Regions from separate parts of the Rattus norvegicus genome. Here region 2 is linked to region 1. A link is a contact called in public Hi-C data. All regions are on one chromosome and are shown on one strand. The core of a region is the stretch at or near the end of the contact, and the rest is flanking DNA. Distances in the headings are between cores, read along the strand shown. Region 1 has its middle 68 kb from the start of Rnu11-3. Region 2 overlaps LOC134482582 (a long non-coding RNA gene).

Region 1 (7,055 bases), core at 1,811-4,310:
GTGACTCTTTTGCTATATATACGTTCACACACCACACACACACACACACACACACACTCACACAGTCACACATACTCATATATTCACCTCTACGCACACATTCACACACCACACACACTCCCAACCGCACACACTCACACACACTCACACACTTCCATATACACACTCACATATTCACTCATACACACACATTCATATGACACACACACACACACCACACTCACGTCTCACATTCACACACGCACACTCACACTGACACCACACAAACTCACACACTCACACAAACTCACACATACATGTACTCATACACTCGCACACACTCACATACACATACACACTCATATATCCACTCATACATACACATTCACATGCCACACACACACACACACACACCACACAAACTCACACACATACCACACAAACTCACACACTCACACATACACACTCACACACACACACTCATACACATATATTCACACACTCACACATACACACTCACACACACACTCATACACATATATTCACACACTCACACATACACACTCACATACACTCATACACATATATTCACATACTCATACACACACTCACACATTCACACACTCACATCTCACATTAACACATGCATGCACACTCAACACTCATATGCTCATACCACACACATGCACACAAATCCACACTCACACACACAAGCACACTCTTATATTCATACACTCATACACACACTCATGCCCCCACACATTTACATCTCATACACACACACATACACACACACACACACACACACACACACACACACACACACACATGCACGCACCTCATGTCCTATGACGATCCAGTCCCCACTAAAATCCTATTTTAAAGCTTTTCTTACAAAGGAAGTCCCCTGCTGGTAGTGGTTAAATGACTTTCAGAGAAATGCAATCTGACTGAAAGCAGATTTTATTCCAAGCTGATTGCTGTGTGTGGTTTCTGTGCATGCTCATCAATGTTTCAGACTTCTAGAGAGGACGAGTCTGATCTTGGCTCTTCTGTTAATGATTTAAGGCTAAACCATGACTCTAGGCAGAGGAGCAGAGGGCAAGATGTAGTTTTGAGGAAGATGGGAGCTGTAAGCCAACCATGGCTCTTCCTAGATGAGTGACCGCGTACTGCCCTTGTGTTTCATATTCTTTATTCTATAAACAGAGGATAATTGAAGCACATTTATTACAGTGTGTATATGAGGGTAAAGACTGGTTGTGTATAAAGTTCCAGACAGTGCCCCACTTCCAACACACATTACTTTACTCCTCAGTGGAGGCCTGCAGGTTCCCAGTCTCCTGACTTCTACTCCCCAACACAGCCTTGCTGTCCTTCTATGGCGCTCCCTGGCAGTCATACAGCATGAACTGTTGCGTGAGGCTTGCATTCTCAATGTCACAGATTTCTGAGATTCATTAGCCTTGTAGGTATTTTTTTAAATATAGGTATTTTTTTTTCCGGAGCTGGGGACCGAACCCAGGGCCTTGTGCTTCCTAGGCAAGCACTCTACCACTGAGCTAAATCCCCAACCCCCATTCGTTAGCCTTGTAAAAGCCAACTATTTGGCACAAACGTAACATGCTCATAGCTGGAATATCTAAGTCTTTATTGTTACTGCTTTTGTTTATTTGTTTGGTTTGGTTTGATTGATTTGGGTGTTTGATTTTATTTTTTGAGACAGGGTCTCATTCTGAAGCTTAGACTGGCCCGGAAGTAATTATGCAACACAGTGGTCTCAGCTCTTCTCCTGCCTCAGCCTAGGAAGTGCTGGGATTTCTGGCATAAGCTAACTATGCTTGACTAAACATAAGGGTTCTGGGTTTTATTTTTTAAGCCTCATTTTAATGATATCCATGACCTTGGCTCTAAATATTTTCAGACTTTTCTTTTCTTTTGAGTAAGTGGAAATAAAATGTTCTTCTGTGAGAAGGGCCTTTGTTCGATGAATGATTTCAAGGGGGCGGGGACAAACCTAATGACTCATACCTTTATTTGAAGAACCTGGAGACAGAAGTGGGTGGACCTCTGTGTGTTTTAGGTCAGTCTGGTCTGTGAAGCTCAGGTCAGCCAGGGCTGTCCAGTGAGACCCTGCCTCAAAACAAACAAAGAACACAGTTATTGCAAGGCCTGATTGGTTGTTTTCATGAAGACAGTGTGTAACTCTAGGATTGTGCCAATGACAGGGATACACCGTTTTCGTCCGTCTTCCATTCGAGTCACTGGGAAGCTCTGTTCCTCTCCTCTGAGGAGTGAGGGCTGGGGCCAACTTTGGACCTGAGATTCTTCCTTGCTAGAGGAATCAGCCTGGGCAGCTTTGAGACTCCTGACCTCCTGAACTGTGAAGTGAGTTCTTCCTCTTGGTTCCTAGATGCCCATCACTAAGCTATTCTTCTGGGCCCCCTAAAGGCTCAGGTCTGGCTTGACCATATTCTCCCCTCTTCCCTGCCCCTGTCTCTGTCCCACCTGTGATGAGACAGGCATAAAAATAAATAAGGGCATTTGATATCTGCTCTACGAATTCAGCTGACTTCACCTCCAGGCCCCATTAGTCTTAGCTAAGATATACACATACTCTGCGGGACAGAGAAGGAAGATCCTTAGTCTCAGCTGCACAGCCATGATGATTTAGTGAAGGGAGGTTTGAAAGCCAGGGTGGTGAGCAACAAACAAAGCAGACAGCATTCGAGCCTGTTCTGTGCTCACTAGAAACAGGATCTTGAGGTGTGGATGGATGCCCCTTAAACAGGCTCCCCTTTTAACCACTCACTGAAAAAAATGCTCTTCACAAAGAAAAAAAAAATCCAAAGGGTCACTTTACAAACACATTCTGTTCAACAATAAAACAAGGGGGAGAGTCCCTCGGGAGAGCCAGATGTAAAAACTTTGAACAAGAAACAGATCCAATCTGCATTGAACCATATTTCCTGGGAAAGCCATCTGGTCACGGTCCAGTTTGTACCTCTCTGCTCTGTTCAGAATGCAGCGCACTCTGTTTAGCAGTCTTTACCACAGGCTGTAGGCGTTGGCTTATTTAACGTGGGTTTTTGCTGCCAGCAACAATGGTTCTAAAATAAGCAAGACACTTGTATACCTCACGAATGTCTGCAGCACAGCAAGATATTTGAAGCACAACAGACAGGATGGATAGGGCCGGGCATATCACTGCTGCCTCAAGCTCACAGAGACAGGTGTCACTTCTCTGCAGCTGGTTTCAGACTTGGAATCTAGGGGGTGGTTCGCAATGCACGTTGCAGACATTTCTTGAAATGTAAACTGCATGTACCCTGAGATTTGTTTCAAGATGTCCTTTCAGCTTAGCTGAGAACAGTATTTCCATAATCCTCTGTTGGATTCACACTAAGATGGGCCATGAGAGTTGTTTAAAATCTCTTCTTTCCTCCCTCCCTCTGTTCCTCTCCCTCTGCCTTGTCTCCCTCTCTCCCTCCCTCTTCCCATGTTTCCCCTCCCGCCTCTTCTCCTCCTGTCTCCTGTCCTCTTCCCCTCCTTCCCTCTTTCCCTCTCCCTCCTCTATCCCCCTTTCCTCCCTTCCTTTTTCCATCCTTCCCTCTCCTCCTTTTTCTCCCCTCCCCTCCCTTTCCCCCTCCCTTTCCTCCTACCTTCTTTCCCTCCCTCCTTCTCTCTCTGTCCCACCCCCATTTCCCTCTTTCCCTCCTGCCCTCTTCCTCTTCTACTCTCCTTCCTTTCCTTCTGTCTCCTTCTATCCCTCCCTCCCTCCTTCCATTCCTCTCTTCCTCTTCCCCATCCCTCTCTCTTTCCCATCTTCTTCTCTCCCTACCTCTCCCCCTCCCCTTTCCCTATCTTTTTCTCCTTCTCCCCCTCTATCTCCCAGTCTCCTCCCCCCACCCCCATTCCCTCTGCCTCTGTGTGTATATTGAAGACGTGAATGAGCTCAGGCATGCACATACCATAATGGGTGTGTGGCTACCAGAGGACAGCCATGGGCATCACTCTTCATCTTCTACTTTGCTTGAAAAAAAGTTTTGGGTTCACTGTTCTATGCCAGGCTTCCAGGGAATCTTTGTTCCTTGACTCTCTCTTTTGACTATGGAGCCCAACAGCATACCCAGGATGCTAGAGTGTAATGCACAAGGTGGAGACCATAGAGGGTCCCTAGAACTCACACACATATGCAGGAGAGCCTTTCCTTCGGTCATCAAACGGCTTTCATAAGGAGTTCAGGTGTGTATATTAGTTGCATTTCTGAAAAAGAGAAAAAAGAGTGAAATGTTTTCATAAGCCAAGAATAAAATGAGCGTGAACCATGAAAACAAACACCAGAAAATAGTAAAAAAAAAATCATACAGTCCAGCAACATCTAGATTATAAAAGTAGGGTGGATTCTGAGGCTGGAGTCTGTGGAAAAAGAAAGAGAGTGTTTCTAGACAATTCCAAAGCTTCTACTGCTGGACAAAAACTAAGAACATGGTGCTGGACCTGAGGTGGGATGCAGACTGACACACAGAATGGAATGAGGCTTCCATTCTGAAGACAGGTCTTACTGTCCACTTAGTTTATGATGGGGGGGGCGTAGAAAGAGAGAGACAGGCTCACACACACACAGAGGCAGACACACAGAAAGACAGACAGACAGAGAGACAGATACATAGAGAGTGAGAGTGACTATAATAATCACTGCTCAGGTGGCTGATGCAGGGCTCACAAGAAAGTTTTCAGTGTCAATAGTTGATCCCCACAAAGCGTGAAGTTTTTTAATGCATTTTGAGGGTTTAGAATGGGAAGTGAGTATAAGTTAATTAAAGCACAATTATAATGAATTGGTTGTGCTGGTGAGTCCTGCTGTCGTGGGCGTCATCAGAAACTTTGGGTTTCTTCCTCTGTGCACTTTGCTACCTCAAAGGCAATTATAACATGTCAACAGAGGGGCCATCTTGCCAGGATTGTCACCTCTTACATATGGTTTTCTTTTGAAAGTTAAATATAGCTCAGCTCTCTGGTCTCTATGCCACACATATGTGCCACTTAAAAGCCTCTTGTAGCCGCAGCATTCATTTGAACTTGGACTTCACACACTTGGTCCAATCTCCTAATCCTCAGTGAAATAAATTAAAATCCTCTCTGTGATTTTTTTCTTCAAAGTCAAATTCCTATTAGATTGTTCTGAAGAAAACTACCCTGACTTCCTTCACAAGGAAGCAAGGAAGAGAAGTGTTTCCCTAGACTGAAAGCTGGGGGAGAGGAGGAGGACAAGATGAGTTAAACAGGTACTTGGAGATATTTCCACAGCTTTCCAGAACTCTCCATACTGTATATCTGACAACTGAAGGGTTGATAATGTGACCCAAGACTAGGCTCTTCGGCGTGGGTATCTTATTCTCTCCAAGCTTCTGGTTGCCAAGGCTACCACCTCGCTCTAGCCCTCATCCTAATAACCTACCTAACTGCTTTTATTCATAGCACTTTCATGTATCTGGGCCTTCCAAAGCCTCTGCAAGTTCCCATTCCTTAGCGTTTAACCTGCTAAGCCTCAGAAGCTCAACTGCTCACGTTCTCCATCGAGGCACTTCTCAGCTGTTCCATGTGCTGCTCTGAAAACCTGGGTCTACACCTTCAGAGACCTTCTATTCCTCCTTCACCTCTCCTCCATATCACCAGCCTGTCCCCCATGTGGGTCCCACACTTCTTCTCGTCCTCTATGTGTGCTGTTGCCTCCACTGCAAGAAGCCTCCTTCCATGGTCTCCTCTTCCTAAGATTGTTTTCCCCTAACCACCACCCTGTCCTTCTCAAGTCAGCTGAGACCTGTGGCATGTACCTTATTAGTCCTTGTATTACAGCTATGTGTGTACTTGTGGGTTTCCCCCTCTCAGGATGCTGCTTTTTCAATTCCTTTAAAAAATGCTTTTGGGGGGGAGAATCCATACATATTCCTGAATATTTATGTCCTTATCATGACTAATAAAAAAAAAGTCAGGGTAATGATGATATTAATTGTCATTTTAAAAGCTGTAATGGTTCAAAAGAATCTTCCCTCTCACTGATAATTACCACCATGGTAGACTGCATTCAAAAATAAGTATGATGATTGTGCTAAAGCACAGCGCCTGCTACAGGAAGTGATCACTAAATGTTAGCTCTTCGTAATTACGATAGCTTTCTGTAGCAGAACGGTCCACCACTGGTTACAATACTCACAACTGGTTGGGCCAGTCAATAGCACAGTTTTACCTCAAGGCAAGTTTACAACAGCGTCTTCTCCATAATGATAACCCACAGTAACATTACACGTCACTGTTTCAGTAACAGTTTATAAGCTTAATGTAGGACAGAGGCCGAGAGAAATAGTGCAAGGCAGTAAGCACTGGGTGGTAGGACAGTTAGCAGCCCAACAGGAGGAAGGAATTCAGTGCTATGAATGTGCCCTGGGCATCAGAAAAGATGAATAACAATTAATTCAATGAGGACAGATCCAGTGATGCTCTGCCTCCCAGGGAAGGAAGTGAGGGGTTCGTGGGTGAACTGGAGCTCGTAATGAGATTTATCAGAAATTGGATAGTTCCAAAGGACAAGCAATGGTGTCTAAGTGGCTTTCTTAGTAAACACATTGGCATAGATGTAGGGAAGCCTGCGTTCAGGCCATGGGAAGGCAGGAGGCTGGGCTGCCTGCACAGGGAGTCTCTAGAGCTGGCCTTCAGAAGGAAGTACCAACAAGGTTTCTCTCTCCTGCAGGTTACTTCTTCCTGGGAATCTAAGGTGGTTCTTCCGGGTGTCAAGAGGAGCTTTAGGGCAACTGCTTTTCTTTCTTTCCATTTGCAATGCTGGATGGGCCTCTCAGTCCTCCTAGCTGCTTCCTACATACTCTGCCATGGAGCGGCACCCCAGAGAGCCTCTTCCTGAACCTGAGTAGGACGAAGAAAACTGAGATTAGAAATGACGTGGCTCTGAGGCAGTTTCTAAGTTCTTTTTGTTCCTTTTAATGCAATAATATGGAACAAACCTCACCCCTGGACCCAAAAATTACAATTTTGGGGTATCGTCTATTTTAGCCCTAGCA
Region 2 (7,055 bases), core at 3,097-5,596, 230 kb before region 1:
ACTGTTTCGTTGTAATTATCCATCCCCTTTTAGCTCTTATGACCTTTTCACCTGACCCTCCACAATGATCCCTGATGGTTCAGAGGGAGGGAATGATATACCTGTCTCATCTAGAGCTGATCAATCCACAGTGTCTTTTTTTCTGCTCTTTGACCAGTTGCGGGTCTCTGGGTTAACTGCCATCTACTACAAGCAGGTTGAGACTTCTCTGATGAGAGCTGAGAGACGCAGTGACCTATGAGTGTAGCAATAAGCCAATAGGAGTTGGAGTAACACTACGTCTACTTAGCAGAATAATAGTATTAGATTCTTTCCTGGGGTCTAAGATCTATCTAGTCATAGGTTCTTTGCTCCTAAAATGGTGTTAGGGATGGGTTTATCTTGTGAGGTGGGCCTTAAAGCCAATCAGAAAGTGCTTGCTTTAGTATTATACCAGTGGGCATATCTTGCCAGGTTGATGGTTGTTGGAACTTTTCAGGGTTCGCTAATACCTTTTTCTTTCAGGGGTAGGCATAGCATCCTTCAGCACTGTGAAGGCTAGTCAGTAGGGATGGAGCTTATCCTATCAGTATGAAGTCTTCACATTCTATGACTCGTGTATGTGGTACCTCCAACAATGGAGTCTCACTATCAGAATCTACTGCTCAGTTCCATAAAAAGTCATGACAGTTTTCAGAGCTTAGCAAGACAGATGAACCACCTTGGTTCTGCCTGCAGCCATTGAGGGCCTTGATTGTTTTTGATAAAGATTCTATGAAACAATCAGTCAAACACATTGTGTTTGTTGACAGCTGCATTTCCCAGCAGATGGCAGAAGGGTGAGGTAAGAAGTTCAGGAGGGTGCTGGGTCTACCATGCCATACAGAGTCTATGTTAAAGGAGGTGACTTGAGGAGCCCTTGGGTGCCAAGCATAACAACCAGCTTGGAAACCAGGCCACTGGGCTCTACCTCCTAACTATGACTTCCATCTGCTCTGAGCCCTTTGTCAGTGGATTTGATGTTTACATTCCTTCCAACTCCTCAATTGTGGTCCTTCTTCCTAGTATCAGGAGTGAGAACGTTAGGATTGACCATGGTATGAAGGCAAGGGTTTATGGTGCAGAACAGAAATATCCTGTGAAGACACAGAGAAAGACAGACTCATCTATGAACCAGGAAGCAGATTCTGAATTCTTCTCTAGTGATGGCACCCACACTCATTTCTTTAAATTATGTACGTCTTGAAGCCAAATTTATATTTCCAGCATAGACGTGTTTCTGAGCTCTGTTCCCACACCTATTTTAACACTTCCTCCAACAGGCAACTCAAAGATAACACATCTGAAATACAAAATGCTCTTAGCATTTTCCCCGGGTCTTTCTTTCTGCCCTTGTGGAAGGAACTCTTCTCTATCTATGGCTCTGGCTTGGGAAGGAACTTTGGCTCCCTGGTTTCTCTGACACCCACAGTTCAGTCCATCAGCAAATCCTGTCTGTACTTCTTTAAAAATGCACCCTGGATCTATGTTCCCCATCCTAGGCTGCCATCCTGGGCCCGAGCCACTGTGGACTGGATCACCAACTGATTTCCAAGGGGTCTGTTACTTTCCCTTCAAGGTTCTCTCTGCCTGTTTTTATTGCAGTAGAGAGGCTGACAGTACAAAGCTCAACTAGGATCATACTTCTGCTCAAGTCTCCCCAAAGCAAACGTTAAAGTCTGTGTCTTTTTTTTTTTTAAAAAAGATTTATTTATTTATCATATATAAGTACATGGTAGCTGTCTTCAGACACACCAGAAGAGGGCATCAGATCCCATTACAGATGGTTGTGAGCCACCATGTGGTTGCTGGGATTTGAACTCAGGACCTCTGGAAGAGCAGTCAATGCTCTTGACCATTGAGCCATCTCTCCAGCCCTAAAGTCTGTGTCTTGACTCACAGGGACCCTCCTTGTTGGCCTTTATCAACAATTCTTCTCTGATTTCATTCATGTCAACCCTACTGCCTTCCACATTGTTCCTCAAACACAGACTGGCCATTTTCCTAGCCCAGGATTTTAATATATGCTCATTCAACTGTATTTTTCTTGGTTTCTATGTGGCTTTGTGGCTTACTTTCTTTTTCTTTTGGTTCTTTTTTTTTTTTTTTTTTTTTTTTTTTTTGGTTCTTTTTTTCGGAGCTGGGGACCGAACCCAGGGCCTTGCGCTTCCTAGGTAAACGCTCTACCACTGAGCTAAATCCCCAGCCATTTCTTTTCTATGACTCTAGTTTTCCAGCTATCCTATTAAAAATCCTGTTCCCTTTAACTCTCCTAAGTTGCCCATTCTCTCCTGCTTCCTTTTCCACCATGACTTACCACTGTTGTCATGCTATACTTAGTGTTTGTGAGCTTCTTAGGTGTCAGCTTCATTAAGGCAATGGCTGGTTTTGTTTTCTTATTTTTTTTTTATTCAAATGTTTTTGTTCTTATTTTCTGTGTATTTGTGTGTGTGCCTGTTTGTCTCTAGGTGCATCACAAGCATTCAGTTCCTACAATGGCCAGAAGAGGGCATTAGGTTCCCTGGTGGTGAAGCTAAAGGTGGTTGTGAGCTACGTGCTGTGGGTGCTAGATATGAACTTTGAACCCCAGCAAGAGCAGACATTTCTTTAGCCTTATTTATTTGTGAGTGTGCGTTCGTGTGTGTGTGTGTGTGTGTGTGTGTGTGCACGTGTGTGTGTGTGTACACTCCATGCCTGTGCCTGTGTAAGCACGCAGAGACCAGAAAATGGAGTCTAGTGTCTTATTTCGGTCTCTGAGTTTTCCTTTGAGGCAGGGTCTCTCCTTGAACCTGGGCCTCACATTCTCTTGGCATACTGGAGGCCTAGTGAGTCCCAGGGATCTTCCTGTCCCTGTCCCCCTGAGCTGGAGGTTACAGCTCAGAGTTTGTGCAAGACTCATGGCTCACTTTGTGGGTGCTGAGACCCGACCTTCTGTCTTCTTGATTGCTCAGCAAGTGCTCTTACCCAAAGAGTGGTTTCTCCAAACCCATTTCCCTTTTATTTACTCTCACGTGCTAAGAAACTTGACTGATCATAGGTTCTTACTAAGTTCCTAGTGAATAGCTATTGAATGAATGGACTCAGATTGAGTATATATGAATGCCTTGATCCACGTTGATGAATTTAACTAGGCTTTCTGGGGTGGAGAGCAGGCACCTGCCGTTTTAAAAGGCTCTCTGGGCAAGTCTGCTGCAAAGGTGGTTTAGAACTGAAGATATCCTTTGTCCAATAGTACCCATTAGGCCATGTGCCTATCTCATAGAAACCCCTGAGTACAGAGATGACACAGGCTATTCGTCTCCTTTATCATATTGAGCATTCTGGGCAAAACTCAGCGATTTAACAAAGGAAGAAAGAATTGTGACCAGAGTAAATTAAAGCAAATAGGAGGCCTGCATTTGTTTTCACAGATAGCTGTTCTTACCATATCAATACCAAGCCAAAGGCATTTTCAATAACACAAAGGAATTAGTTCTGTAATTACTTTTGCCCACATAGACTTACAATGTCTGGGGGCTATGGGTTTTAATAATATTTTTCAGATTACATTTGTTCATGTGGTTGTCAGAGGAGGCCAAAATATTGATTCATTTCATCAGGTTTGCGTCCTTCCTGGGCCTTGGCTATCCTGCCTCTCTGGGTAAAGCAGATAACACACCAAATGCGTGCACGCTCACACACACACACACACACACACACACACACACACACGGAAACAAATGCACACACATACACACATGCATGCACACACACAGTCTTCACGAGGGAATTCCTCAACCTTAAAGAAATGTTAGAATATCTTGCTGGTTGACAGAGACAAGACTGTGTGACAAGCCTTTTTCTTTCCTCTCAGTCTGTTCAATTCTGCATCTAAACTCATTTTTTTTCCTCTTTAGCTCTCATGAGTTATACCATTGACTGTGCCTTATTTCCCTGAGCTGGTCCACATCTGGCTTCCTACATCTGTTTCTGGTTTTGTGCTGAGCATTGCTCCTTTCTCCAGGGATGGCCTGAGACCAACCAGGACCAAACCTGAAAAAAAGAGTGAAAAAATTTCACTGCTTTCTGTGAAATTGACTGTGTGGGTGGTAGATCTGAGAGAACAGCCCTCTTATAAAATACCATGAGTGAGACAACGTAAAGCAAAGAACTGTTTACTGAGAAGTAAACAGGAAGGGAAGGCCCTTTACTAGGAAATGAACAGGAAGTGAGGACCTTCCCTAGGAAGTGGAGTGTATCCCCAGGCTCAGTTCTTCCAGTGATTCACTCGTGCCTAGAAAACAGACAGCATATTTTTTTTTTCCTGCCAAGAAAACCTTGTATACCTTGTATCCAGTGTCTCAGAATGTGCTAGAAGGGCCCCGAGGTCTCTGCTGACAGGGCCGGACGGAGGCTGAGATGATTTTAGGATGTTTCTTCCTTTCTCACTCCATTGCACTCCTTCCTGCAGATGCCATTTCATTCCTCCCCAGCGTGTGGAGTTGAATGGAAAATTTATACTTTTGGTGGCAGCAGTTAGAAACCCCAGTCTCGGTGATTTTCTGCTTCTGGTGTGGGAAGGAAGGATCTAACAGAACAAGATGGTCCCTGAGGTGTGGGAATGGAGCCTGTGTTGTGTCCCTGTTTGTTCCCACCTCAACAAGCAAACTTGGATGCTGTGTGATAAGGCAGAAGAGGGAGGAAGGGAAGAAGGGAGAGAGAGAGTAAAGGAGGGGGTTCATCCACTTCCTCATCCCCGAGGATGAGGAAAGTATTTCCCTGAAAATCTTCTTGCAGACACATCTGAATTGTCCTCTCAGTAAAGTCAGGGCCACTTCACTCTCAGGGGTTTTGTTTTGACAGGCTTGGGGTTGGGGTGAGGGCATCTGGATGTTGAGGTTTTCTTTTTGTCTTCCTTGACTCTGGTGAGCCCTGCCTTAGTTGGTTCTAAGTCTCTCAACATTCAATGGTAGCAGCTCTAAGTAACAGTGTCTCAGAGAACTGAGACAAGACCAGGAGACCCAGGACGTAATTCTCTGGGTCACTAGGAAACTTCTAGAGATCAAGGTGGCTTCTGATCACTGCTTTGTACAGAACATGGAAAAGTTAGCTTGCTTTTTGATTCTTTTTAAAGAAATAAGATAATAGTGATGATGAGTGCTTTGTTAACATAGGGCTTTGAAATAATCATGCTTTTTTTTTTTTTTACAGAATTATATGCATCTGTGTTGTCTCCCCAGAGGCAAAGAAACTGAGATTGACTGAACCACTATTCAGATGATGCTATTAAATTCCATTCCAGAAGGGTACTTCTGATGATGAGCTCTCCATCCCGGTTCAGCATTCCTAGCTGTCAATCACTGTAGAATGAGGAGAGGGTGGGGAGGGGGAAGCTGACATATTGATCATGGTCCACAATGCTACCTCATTCTGTTCAGCCCATGATTTAGAGCTGAACAGTGTGTGCTGGTATAGGGGCAGATGATCTGATTCTGGCACTGGGAATCTGTGTTTTAGGTGTCACTTTTACAATTTAAGTAAAACTGAGAGGATTCAGAAGCCACTCTTGTAGATTATTTTTATTCTCGGTGATTCAGTTTTATCTATTCTGTCAAATATGGCAAAGGGAAGCTGATTGGATAAATGATGATTATTTACCTAATAAAAATACTAAGCTAATACATAATATTGTTTGTTGAAAACCAGCATATTCTTTTTATAATCATGAATATACATAAGCAAATATTTCAAAAGTGCAGCAGGCTGTATAAATACTACTTTAGCCAAGAGATCACAGTTAGTCATAAGCGTATATGGTGAAGAAAATTGTACCCAGAGCATTTTTGTATTATTCTATCATGAATTTTAGTGTGTCTTGGGATAGGATTATCCATTAACATGAAATATTGTTTATAACACCCCCTTTACCTCTGTTAGGAAGAAATTGTTTAACTATGCATAGGAAGATAAGCCATGGAAATTTAAATGCTGACAATAAGCAAGATTTTTTCTTTACAATATTTATTTTGATATTTAATACTGTGGTAGCTATATGATTAAAACAGAATAGATAATTTTATATTTATTTACAGTAAATCTCACAGCCTATAGCAGATGCAACCATGATAGTCTTCAGTGGTCTACTCTCTAAGACTATTGTCCAGTAACTATTATTTTTATTGTATCACCATTGGATAGTCATATTCGATTGACTACTTGACTTAGGAAATATTTCCCAAGGTTTTTTGTATGTCAGCATTGAGTTTTTTTTCTTTTCTTTTCCTTTCTTTTCTTTTCTTTTTTTTCTTTTGTCAGTTTCCAAACTAGTGAGAAATTCCATGCAGACATTTCCTACCAGAAAGGAAATGTCTAGCGATTCCTTGTGTGCCTTGGCATCCCTATCAGCTGGGCTGGCACATGGGAAGAGCTTAAGAAGCACATATGCAAATCTATAATGAGAAATTTCAGATAGAATTTAGGAAGTGGTAGTTAAAACTTGTCATAAATTCCAGAATGCGCCATAGCTGGGACTTGGAAGGCTCAGATGTTGGAGGCCCAGTCCCTCGCTTGGCACTCTGGGAAGTTGGGCAAAACTTTAGAGGTGGCTTACTTGCAGTAGAACCTTAATCCTTTCCTCTCCCTCTTTACCATTCCTGCTCGGAAGCGAGCATCACTCCTCCGCCGGCTCCCGCATGGTATTTCGTTGACTAGCTATCTAAAGGTGACAGAGCCATGGACTGAAACCTCCTAACAAACCAAGCAAAACTTTGCTCATCCTAAATCCATTCCCCCAGGCAATTGCGACCATAACAGGGCGCTACATGATGTTCCAATCCCTTGGCTTCCTTCTCTGTTCATCTTGTGCTAACAAAGCGGCATCCATGAATATATGCTAGCAGTGGTTTCAGTCCTTAAGGCGAAGAGAGGGAAATTGAATTCCCCTTTCCATATTGTTTTTAAAATGTATACATGGTTTTTTTTTTTTAAATCAGTTTACCCCGTGCAGTATTCATGTAAGCAAAGTTAAACATGAAAATTCTAAGTCTGCCTTCAAAGAT

What was found. Hi-C and Micro-C count contacts between places; a contact is called where the count stands out from the background.
Region 2: a contact with region 1 is called in a Hi-C map of frontal cortex, with 1.5 times the contacts expected there. The contact joins two enhancer-like sites. A contact is called at or near these places in 2 of 12 Hi-C or Micro-C datasets (frontal cortex and mammary epithelial cells).

What each region holds. Positions count from the first base shown.
Region 1 is chr1:21,265,161-21,272,215 of GRCr8, reverse strand. No RefSeq gene overlaps it. Among named protein-coding and RNA genes, the nearest start is that of Rnu11-3, 68 kb to the right of the region's middle. Within about 2 kb of position 3,060, at least 9 of the 93 cell types and tissues checked have an H3K27ac peak or open chromatin away from gene starts, as enhancers often do.
Region 2 is chr1:21,496,047-21,503,101 of GRCr8, reverse strand. LOC134482582 (a long non-coding RNA gene) reads left to right here. Exons shown (of 2, transcript XR_010058869.1): 2 at 5,209-5,673. Among named protein-coding and RNA genes, the nearest start is that of Smlr1, 160 kb to the left of the region's middle. Within about 2 kb of position 4,346, at least 5 of the 93 cell types and tissues checked have an H3K27ac peak or open chromatin away from gene starts, as enhancers often do.